Regions from separate parts of the Mus musculus genome. Here region 1 is linked to region 2. The links are chromatin contacts, called in public HiChIP or PLAC-seq maps. All regions are on one chromosome and are shown on one strand. The core of a region is the stretch at or near the end of the contact, and the rest is flanking DNA. Distances in the headings are between cores, read along the strand shown. Region 1 holds the start of Wbscr25 (Williams Beuren syndrome chromosome region 25 (human)). Region 2 holds the start of Ncf1 (neutrophil cytosolic factor 1).

Region 1 (4,513 bases), core at 1,627-4,126, 770 kb after region 2:
GAGCCACCTTATTTGGTGAGGCAGCATTCATTTTTTTTTCAATGAACCTGGAATGCATCAATTCTGCTATCCTGGCTGGCTGGCCAGCCGGCCAATTGGATCCTGATGTCTGCCTGTCTCTGGCTTCCTTCCCAGGACTGGATTTAGAGAGGTGCTCCACAGCGCCCTGATTTTACGTGGGTGATAGGGACTTGAACCCAGGCCCTCATACTTCAAACACCAACACTTTACCCGGAGAATCAATCCCTGGCTCCTCTAGAATGACTTTAAAAGCCGGACAGGGTCTGCACATTTGTAATCCCAACACTCAGAAAACAGAGGAGGATCAAGGGCTAGCAGGAGGAGCTGAGTTCAACTCCCAGCACCCACATGGTAGCTTGCAATGTCTCCTTTTGATGTCCATGGGTACCAGGCTCACACATACACACATGTAAGCAAAACACCCATACACATAAAAACAAAATAAATACAGCAAACAAACAAACAAACGAACAAACAAACAGTTCCAGACCACATGCCTGTAATCCCAGCATTAGAGAGGTTGAGGATCCAGAGTCCAAGATCATGCTAGGCTGCATAGCGAGTTCAAGGTCAATCTTGGCTATTTGTGAGCCTGTCTTTAACAAGGGTCTGAGGTGGCGCAGACTGATGGAGATGAGCTAAGCGTGTTTTACATATGGAGGCAGGCATAAACTTTTAAGGGCCTAGGAGAGGACTGTTGCTGATGAGTGCAATGCATTGTGGGTTGGCATCATCTTGGAGACACGTTGTGTCTGCGAAGATGTTTCCAGAGTTTTAACCCAGTTGGACCACCCTGAATCCACCCTGAATGTGGATGGTACCATCTCATGGGCTGGGGTCTTGCAGACCCCAGGAGACAAGGAGACAGTGAGCTGGTTACCAGCATCCATCTCTCTCTGCTTCCTGACTGTGGATCCTGACAGTGGAACCAGCTCCTGTGGCCATGCTTTTCCTGTCGAGATGAACCCTTAAATCCTGAGTCAAAATAAACTGTTCCTGCCTATTTTGTTTGTTTGTTTTCTGAGACAACCTGGCTTGGCGTCTTTTTTTTTTTTTTTTTTTTTTTTTTTTTTTTTTTTTTGAGACAGGGTTTCTCTGTGTAGCCCTGGCTGTCCTGGAACTCATTCTGTAGACCTGGCTGGCCTCAAACTCAGAAATCTGCCTGCCTCTGCCACCCCGGCCCCCCCCCTCGAGTGCTGGTATTAAAGGCGTGTGCCACCATGCCCAGCTCTGGCTTGGTGTCCTATGCCTTTAATCCCAGCACTCAAGAGGCAGGAGAAACTCTGAGTTCAAGGCCAGCCTGGTCTACAAAGTGAGTTCCAGGACAGCTTGGGCTACACAGAGAAACCCTGTCTCAAACAAACAAAACAAATCTAAACAAACAAAAAACCCCAAAGAGTTTAAGTCAGCCTAAGGCATGTATGGAAATCTCAAAAATAATTAGATGGTTTCACCATTGTACATGGTGTTCTGGCTTCTAGAACATTCTCCACTTGATCTTAGCCAAAAGGCCGAGAAGCAATTAGAACATTCTCTTCCACCGCAACCCCACTCATGTAGTCAAATCCTTCTCACCTCAGCCTCCAGGTCTTTCACTCAACCGTCTCTTTCAGATATGCCATCTTAGAAGATCCAGGATTGGGTCCGCTTCTATGCTTTGAAGTTTTGTTTTTTTTTTTTTTTTTTTTTTTTTAAGTATTGGTATTTGCTCCATCTGGAGCAGAACTGGCAAGGATTCTTGCACCTCGGACCTTTGCATACAGTAGATCCTCAATTAACAAAGGCTCGAGCTTGCAGGCAGAGAAGATAGGATTATAACCTTCAGAAAGGCTTTTCCCAAGCAGAGCAGATTGCTACTACCTTAAAGCAAGTGTAGACGCAGCGTGGACTTGGCTGGTTGTGTCTGGTGCGCCGTGCCAGCTGCGCTGTGCCTGTTGAGTGGTGCCGGGTGTGCTGTGGCTTGTGTGTTGTGCCTGGTGTGTTGTGTTTGGTGTCCTGTGCCTTGTGTGGCAAGCCTGGCATTCTGTGCCTGGCATGCTGTGGCTTGTGTGTTGTGCCTGGTGTGTTGTGTTTGGTGTCCTGTGCCTTGTGTGGCAAGCTTGGCATGCTGTGCCTGGCTTGATGTGCCTGGTGTGCTGTGCTTGAAGTGCTGGGCCTGCTATGGTGTCTCTGGTTTGCTGTGCCTGAGGTGCTGTGCCTGGCATGGTGTGACTGGCGTGGTGTGGCTGGTGTGGTTTGCCTGGTGTGGTGTCTCTGGCGTGCTTCGCCTGGCTTGGATTGCCTGGTATGCTGTGCCTGGTACGGTTTGCCTGGCTTGGTGTGTCCGGTGTGTTGTGCCTGGTGTGTTGTGCTGGGCGTGATGTGCCGGGTGTGCTGTGACTGGCGTGATGTAGTTGACAAGCTGTGACTACCGTGCTGAGCCTGGCGTGGTTTGGCTGCTGTACCGCGCCTGCGGTAGTGTGCCTGGCCCGCTGTGGCTGATGAGCTGTGCCTGGCCTGGAATGGCTGGCGTGTCATGGCTGCCTCCTTCCTTTGAAGTTGTTTCCTTTTGTTCCTCATCTGTTTTTTTTGTAGAATTTTTTTGAGGGGTAATAGTATGTCTTCCATCTGGAGTTGTTGCGCCTGGGGTGCCATGCCTGCCAATGTATACGGAAAGCATCAACAGATTAATCCGCTTAGGTTCAAAATTTGGGAAGACACCAGGCAGATGGAGAAACAGGACTTCAGGTGGCAAGGTGGGAAGCCACACTGGGGGGGCCCCTGGGAGGCTGAGCCCCAGCGGGAACCTCCAGGGGCCCTCGGGAATCTCCTAAACAAGCTACAATCCAGCTGATGCCCCTGCCACACCCGGACCAGCAGGCAGGAATTTGCCCCTGTGACCTCCCCAGGCACACTCCTGTCACCATGGCGACCGGCTTAGGGAACAAGCGGCCTGATTGTCCCTGCCCAGCAGGGCAGGTGAAACCCTGGCCACGTGACCGATACTGAGCCAGGTGCGGTTAGGAAGACACTCGCTGCCTCCAGCCTTAACCCGTTCGACTCCCGGTCGCCGCCAGGGTGCAGTGTCTCTACCTCCCAGCCTGCCATGCACACGCATACCACACACACACACACACACACACACACACACACCACACTTCTTTGGGTCTAGAGGGCCCTAAATGAAATCTGGGAAGGAATCCAACCTGAGCCACACTAGTGACTGGAGCTGGGTAACTTCCGCCTTTCTCCATTTCTTTGTTTCCTTCAGTGTAAAATAAGAATGGACTGAGAGAGATGGTTCAGCGGATGCCTTGAATTCGGTCCTTGGGACCTACACGGAAGGAGAGAACTGATCCCCACTTGTCCTCTGACTCCACACTGCCGGCTACACATATACAGACACACAATAAGTCAAAATATTTTTAAAAAGAAAGAAAAGAAAAGAAAAGAAAAGAAAAGAAAAAAGAAGGAAGGAAGGAAGGAAGGAAGGAAGGAAGGAAGGAAGGAAGAAAGAAAGAAAGAAAGAAAGAAAGAAAGAAAGAAAGAAAGAAAGAAAGAAAGAAAGAAAGAAAAAGGAAATAAGGATTAGGCTCATCTCAGTATAATCCCGGGGTCTAGGAGCTCTGGCTCAGTAGCCCATCTGAGTTGCGAAGCCAACCAATGCAAACTCCCTGGTTTGGCCCACAAGCTGGGAAAGGGTGGGCAGCTCTGGAATGACCTTTCCCCAACATGCCACCCCCAGAGTCCTGCCACGGAGCTTGACCCCCTTCTTTGCCCCGCCCACAACTTTCTCTGGAATGTTCACTTGGGACCTTCAAACCAACAGGTTTTTCAGCTTGCCAGGCTCAGCCTTGAGCGAGCCATGTGACCACAATGCTTTGAGGGCCAGGACTATGTATGTCCTCAACGCCACTCCTGACACCAGATCTGGGCTATTTGGCTTTTGGGCATGTGGTCAAAGGTCGTGTGCCAGGCTGGGGTGAGCTGGCTAGACAGAAGGTTGACTGGTCAGAAACTCTTTAACAACACTACCTTTTCCCAACAGAACTATGAACCCTTTCACTCTGTGGACTGGTGAGATGGCTCAGTGGATAAAGGCACTTGCTGCCAAGTTTATTGATGTGAGTTCAATTCCTGGAACCCACATAGAGACAGAGAACAGACTCCCTCAAGTTGTCTTCTGACCTCTACATGCATGCTGTGACACCTGTACAACCACACAAATGGACAGACACAGAGGACACACACAGGAGGGGGAGAGAAATACAGAGATACACAGAGACATAATAAATATATAAAATAAATAATAAATAATATTTATTTATAATAAATAAATAAAAAGGAAGTTTAGGTGGGTGGGGTGGTACATGCCTTTAATCCTAGCATTCAGGAAACAAACAGATCTCTGTGAGTTGGAGGCCAGCCTGGTCTACAGAGCAAGTTCCAGGACAGCCAAGGCTATGAAACAAAACAAAACAAAAACCTGTCTCAAAAACCAAAAATTCCTATA
Region 2 (4,685 bases), core at 2,093-4,592:
ACTAGACTCAAGGCATCATTACACCTGGCCCTGTTTGTCTTTCGAGACAGGGTCTCATGTAGCCCAGGATAGCTTCAAATTCAGTGTATGGAGCCAAAGATAACTTTGAACTCCTGATTCTCCTGCCTTGGACTATGCTGGTGATGACAGCCCCAATCTCCAAGGTGACATGACCCCATAGCCCCTCCTCCTCAGTGTTCTGTCCCCACAACCCCACACTCCAGGTCTTTATGTCCTGTTCACAGTATCTGTGTTCCCCCGCCCCTGGGTTCCCCCGCCCCTGGGCACCTCTAGCCTCTTACCAGCTACGTTATTCTTGCCATCTTTGGGCACCAGGTATGTCTCAGGCTTCTTCGCCCTGGAGAAAGAACAGGCCAGAAGGGAGGGTTTCAGGTTACACCGGCAGGAGGACTTTCCAAGAGAAAAAGGAACCAGGGAAAGGAAGGTCACCACAGAGAGAAGGAATCCACTGGCCCAGCCCTGGGAGTGGAGGCAGAGTGGGGACACAGAGTGTCTTACAAATGAGGGGGGTGTCTATGCAGCCATACTTAGGAGGGGGCACACAGAGCAAGCTCAGTGTACTGCAAACCCAAGGGAGATGGCAAAGCCAGCCTTCTATGCCAGCAAGATAGAGATGCTTGGCCTGGGAGGGGCTCCCATAAGCTTCCGGGAGAGGGGGTCCCTTCTGACCCCTCTTGAATGCCTCATGGTGACATGGACCTGTGTAGATGCAGTGTTGGCCAGGGCACAGGTTTAGAGCACTGTCTGTCTGTGGGGCAGTCCCTCACCCTCTCTGAACTTGGGGCTCCCTCACGCCCTGTGCATTCTGTCCCCGTCTCCTCCCCCCGGGGGAGGTGGCTACGCACTGGCTGTCAGTGGGCAGTTTCAGGTCATCAGGCCGCACTTTGAAGAAGTCCAGCAGGTGTGGGCAGCGGGAGATCTTCACGGGCAGTCCCATGAGGCCGTTGAAGTATTCAGTGAGAGTGCCCTGGCGACTCTCAGCGGCTCGTTGCCCATCAAACCACCTGGGTGCTGGGTGGGGGAGCCAGAGACCCATGAGCACACTCACACAAGTCCAAAAGTGTGTGGAAAGGGGTTTTAGAGAGCAGAGGAGGAGCAACCCTTGGGGCAGAGGACCCTGCTGAGGGGCTCAAGCCGTGCTCTCACCCGGGAGGTGTGGGATGACTCTGTTCTCTGTGTGGATCTCGCCGGCCTCAATGGGGAACATCTCCTTCAGCATTTTCTAGATAGAAGAAGAAAACCTGGGCTGGGCTCCGTGGCACAGATTGCCTAGTATGCACGCAGTCTTGGGTTCCACCCTGAGCATTGCAGAAATGGGACGTGGGGTGCACACACTCAGGAATTGAGGCAGGAGGATCAGGAGTTCAAAGGCATCCTTGTTGTGTAATGAGTTTGAAGCCAGTCTTAGATACATGAGAAAGAACAAAAGGGGTGCTCGAAAAGATCTAAGTTGGAGCAGTTCATAACACTCACCGGGAGGGGGAGCCATTGGGTCCACAAAAGTCCCATTGAAATATTCTCATTCCCACCCACCCACCCCCTTTGTGTGTGTGTGTGTGTGTGTGTGTGTGTGTGTGTGTGTGTGTGTGTGTGTTATCTCCTCTGTCCCTGTCTCCTTCATTTGTTTATTTTGAGACAGGGTCTCACTATGTAGCCCTCGGAAATCTCTAGGTACCCCAGGCTAATCTGACTTCAGATACATGCTGAGCTTGAGGTCCACAAAGGCAGAGGCAAAGCTGCAGTTCGAATCTGCCCCTCCCCCAACACTCACATGGAACTCGTAGATCTCGGTGAATTTTCTGTAGACCACCTTCTCCGACAGGTCCTGCCACTTAACCAGGAACATGTACACCTGAGGGGCATTAGAGCCGAGAGGGGCACTCAGCACCCACGAGGACCATGCTGTGCCCCTGGGCTGCCTTTTTAGCCTTGGATGGAAGGCTGAGGGGTTGTGGTGAGGCAATCTTTGGGGGTTTTGCTACATTGTGAGACTCTGTCTAAAAATACCCCTGTGATTGTCTCCAGGGGAGGGATGGAGGACATGAAGGAAACACCCAGGGTGACCGCTGTCCCCTCTTCTGGTGTGGCTTTTGGTTGTGGAATGATTCAGAACATTTATATTTAGAGAGGGAGGGAGGAGGGAGGGGAGACTTAGCTCTTAACTGCTGAGGGTCCCAGGTAAACAGCTTACAAGTGCTGGGCGGCACCATCTCTGGCCTGCCTTGGGCCGAGCAGACCCAGTGATAGAGTCTAGATATATGGGCAGATATTCCTCGACCTCATCTCCCCAGGGCAAACGGGAGACATCGTCCCCTACTAGGGATCCAAACTCAGTAACCAATATCATAGAAGAGGAGAGAAAAAAAAGCCACAGTTTCCAGGCCTCGCAGGCTGCCATGCAGGGCCACTCCTGGAGCTGACTAGACAGGGAGGTTTCCTGGTAGGAATGAGCCTTGGTCCTAGGCACTGGACAGAGGGTAAGGTTGAGCTCTGGCATGCTTGGGGGCTCAGTGTGAAGACAGAGAGGGAGGCAGCTGGGACGGTGCACAGGGGTATCTGCTCACCATGGCAGGGTCCTTTGTGAACACCCAAGAGAAGCCTGAAGCCCAAGGATAAGAAAGCCCTGTGCCTGAGAGGTCCCCACGGAGGTATATCTTCCCCTGGTCCCCCTCCCCCTCACATCCTTCCCTTGGTCCCCCTCCCCCTCATAGCCTCCCCTGGACCCCTCCTCCCATATCCTTCCCCTGTTCTCCCTCCCCCCATATCCTTCCCTGGTCCCCCTCCCTCTCACATCCTTCCCTTGGTCCCCCTCCCCCTCATAGCCTCCCCTGGACCCCTCCTCCCCATATCCTTCCCCTGTTCTCCCTCCCCCCATATCCTCCCCTGGTCCCCCCTCCCTCTCACATCCTTCCCCTGGTCTCCCTCTCTCCATATCCTTCCCCTGTTCTCCCTCCCCCCATATCCTCCCCTGATCCCCCTCCCTCTCACATCCTTCCCTTGGTCCCCCTCCCCCTCATATCCTCCCCTGGACCCCTCCCCCCATATCCTCCCCTGGTCCCCCTTCCCCTCACATCCTTCCCTGGTCTCCCTTCCTCTCATCTCCTTCCCTGGTCCAGGTGGTTTTTGGGTAGCAGCAGAGTGATAGCACTGTCCCCACTATGCGCTCCTGCAGGGCACTCTTAGGCTACTCACATAGTGCTGGCTGGGGATGAAGCGCTTCTCGAAGCCCAGCAGGGCAATATGGCGAATGAAGGTGTCCCCCATGGCTGGGCCGTGACAGGGACACTTCTCTCTATAGCCTGGGCTGGGCCTTAAATACACTAAAAAGAAGAAGTGGTTTCTGCTGCTTGTGGGGTAAGGGCGGGGAAGGCCCAGGAGGCTCTTAGACTTAGTCTTTCACTTTCTGAGAATTTTTGAGCTTCAACAGAGTGGTGGGGCAGCCAGGGGCCCTGAAGCACAGAAACCTGTTCTACCGACACCATGGCCCAACCCAGGCACTGGGGCCTCTCTACAGTTCTGAACCACCCCCAACAAACATGGGGCTGGAGAGCTGGTGCAGTGCTTAAGAGCACTGACTGCTCTTCCAGAGGTTCTCAGTTCAATTCCCAGCAATCACATGGTGGCTCACAACCATCTGTAATGGGATCTGATGCCCTCTTCTGGTGTTGTCTGAAGACAGCTACAGCATGCTCAGATTAATAAAATAAATAAATAAATCTTAAAAAAAAAAAAGCTGGGTGTGGTGGCAGGCAGAGGCCGGCAGATTTCTGAGTTCGAGGCCAGCCTGGTCTACAAAGTGAGTTCCAGGACAGCCAGGGCTATACAGAGAAACCCTATCTCAGGAAAAAAAAAAAAGCCTGTGACCCCAGCCCTTGGGAGGTAGAGGCAGGAGAATCAAGGGTTCAAGGCCAGCTTCAGCTATATAATGAGTTTGAAGATAGCCTGGCCTACGTGAGATTGACTTTAGAAGTCCTGTCTTTACAGGACCAGGACTGGACATGGCTCCGCAGATAAAGTCCTTGGCATACAAGCCTGAGGACCTGAGTTCTATCTCTAGAACCTACATTAAAGAAAAGTTTAGGGCCAGCGAGATGGCTCAGTGGGTAAGAGCACTGTCTGCTCTTCTTCTGAAGGTCCTGAGTTCAAATCCCAGCAACCACATGGTGGCTCACAACCATCTGCAATGTATAATAATAAATAAATCTTTGGGCGGAGAAAGCAGGGACTGATGGAGAGAGAAGAGTTATCTGAAGTGAGAGGGTCCGACCTGAGCAAGGGGAGGTCCTAAATTCAATTCCCAACAACCACATGAAGGCTCACAACCATCTGTACAGCTACAGTGTACTCATATACATAAAATAAATACATAAATCTTTTTAAAAAGCCAGGTGTGGTGGCACACACCTTTAATCCCAGCACTTGGGAGGCAGAGGCAGGTGGATTTCTAAGTTCGAGGCCAGCCTGGTCTACAAAGTGAGTTCCAGGACAGTCAGAGCTATACAGAGAAACCCTGTCTCGAAAAACCATTTAAAAAAAAAACTTTTTTAAAAAAATAAAGAAAAGCTCAGAATCCTCTGTGTGTGTGTGTTTGTGTGTGTGTGTAGATGCAGTTATAGGCAGTTGTGAAATAGCAGACATTGATGTTTGGTACTGAAGTTAGATCC

Evidence for each region. HiChIP or PLAC-seq counts read pairs in DNA pulled down with a chosen protein or histone mark.
Region 1: an H3K4me3 HiChIP or PLAC-seq map of bone marrow-derived macrophages shows a contact between it and region 2, with 6 times the contacts expected there. The contact joins the promoter of Wbscr25 here to the promoter of Ncf1 in region 2. A contact is called at or near these places in 1 of 39 promoter capture datasets (neural stem cells) and 1 of 115 datasets of contacts at active chromatin or transcription factors (bone marrow-derived macrophages).

The regions. Positions count from the first base shown.
Region 1 is chr5:134,998,474-135,002,986 of GRCm38.p6, forward strand. It overlaps Wbscr25 (Williams Beuren syndrome chromosome region 25 (human)), which reads right to left and starts at 2,877. Exons shown (of 5, transcript NR_026907.1): 1 at 1,597-2,877. LOC115490310 (a small nuclear RNA gene) reads right to left here and starts at 1,544; the gene lies at 1,362-1,544.
Region 2 is chr5:134,226,283-134,230,967 of GRCm38.p6, forward strand. Ncf1 (neutrophil cytosolic factor 1) reads right to left here and starts at 3,343. Exons shown (of 11, transcript NM_010876.4): 1 at 3,214-3,343; 2 at 1,793-1,873; 3 at 1,168-1,243; 4 at 867-1,032; 5 at 303-358. The coding sequence starts at 3,285.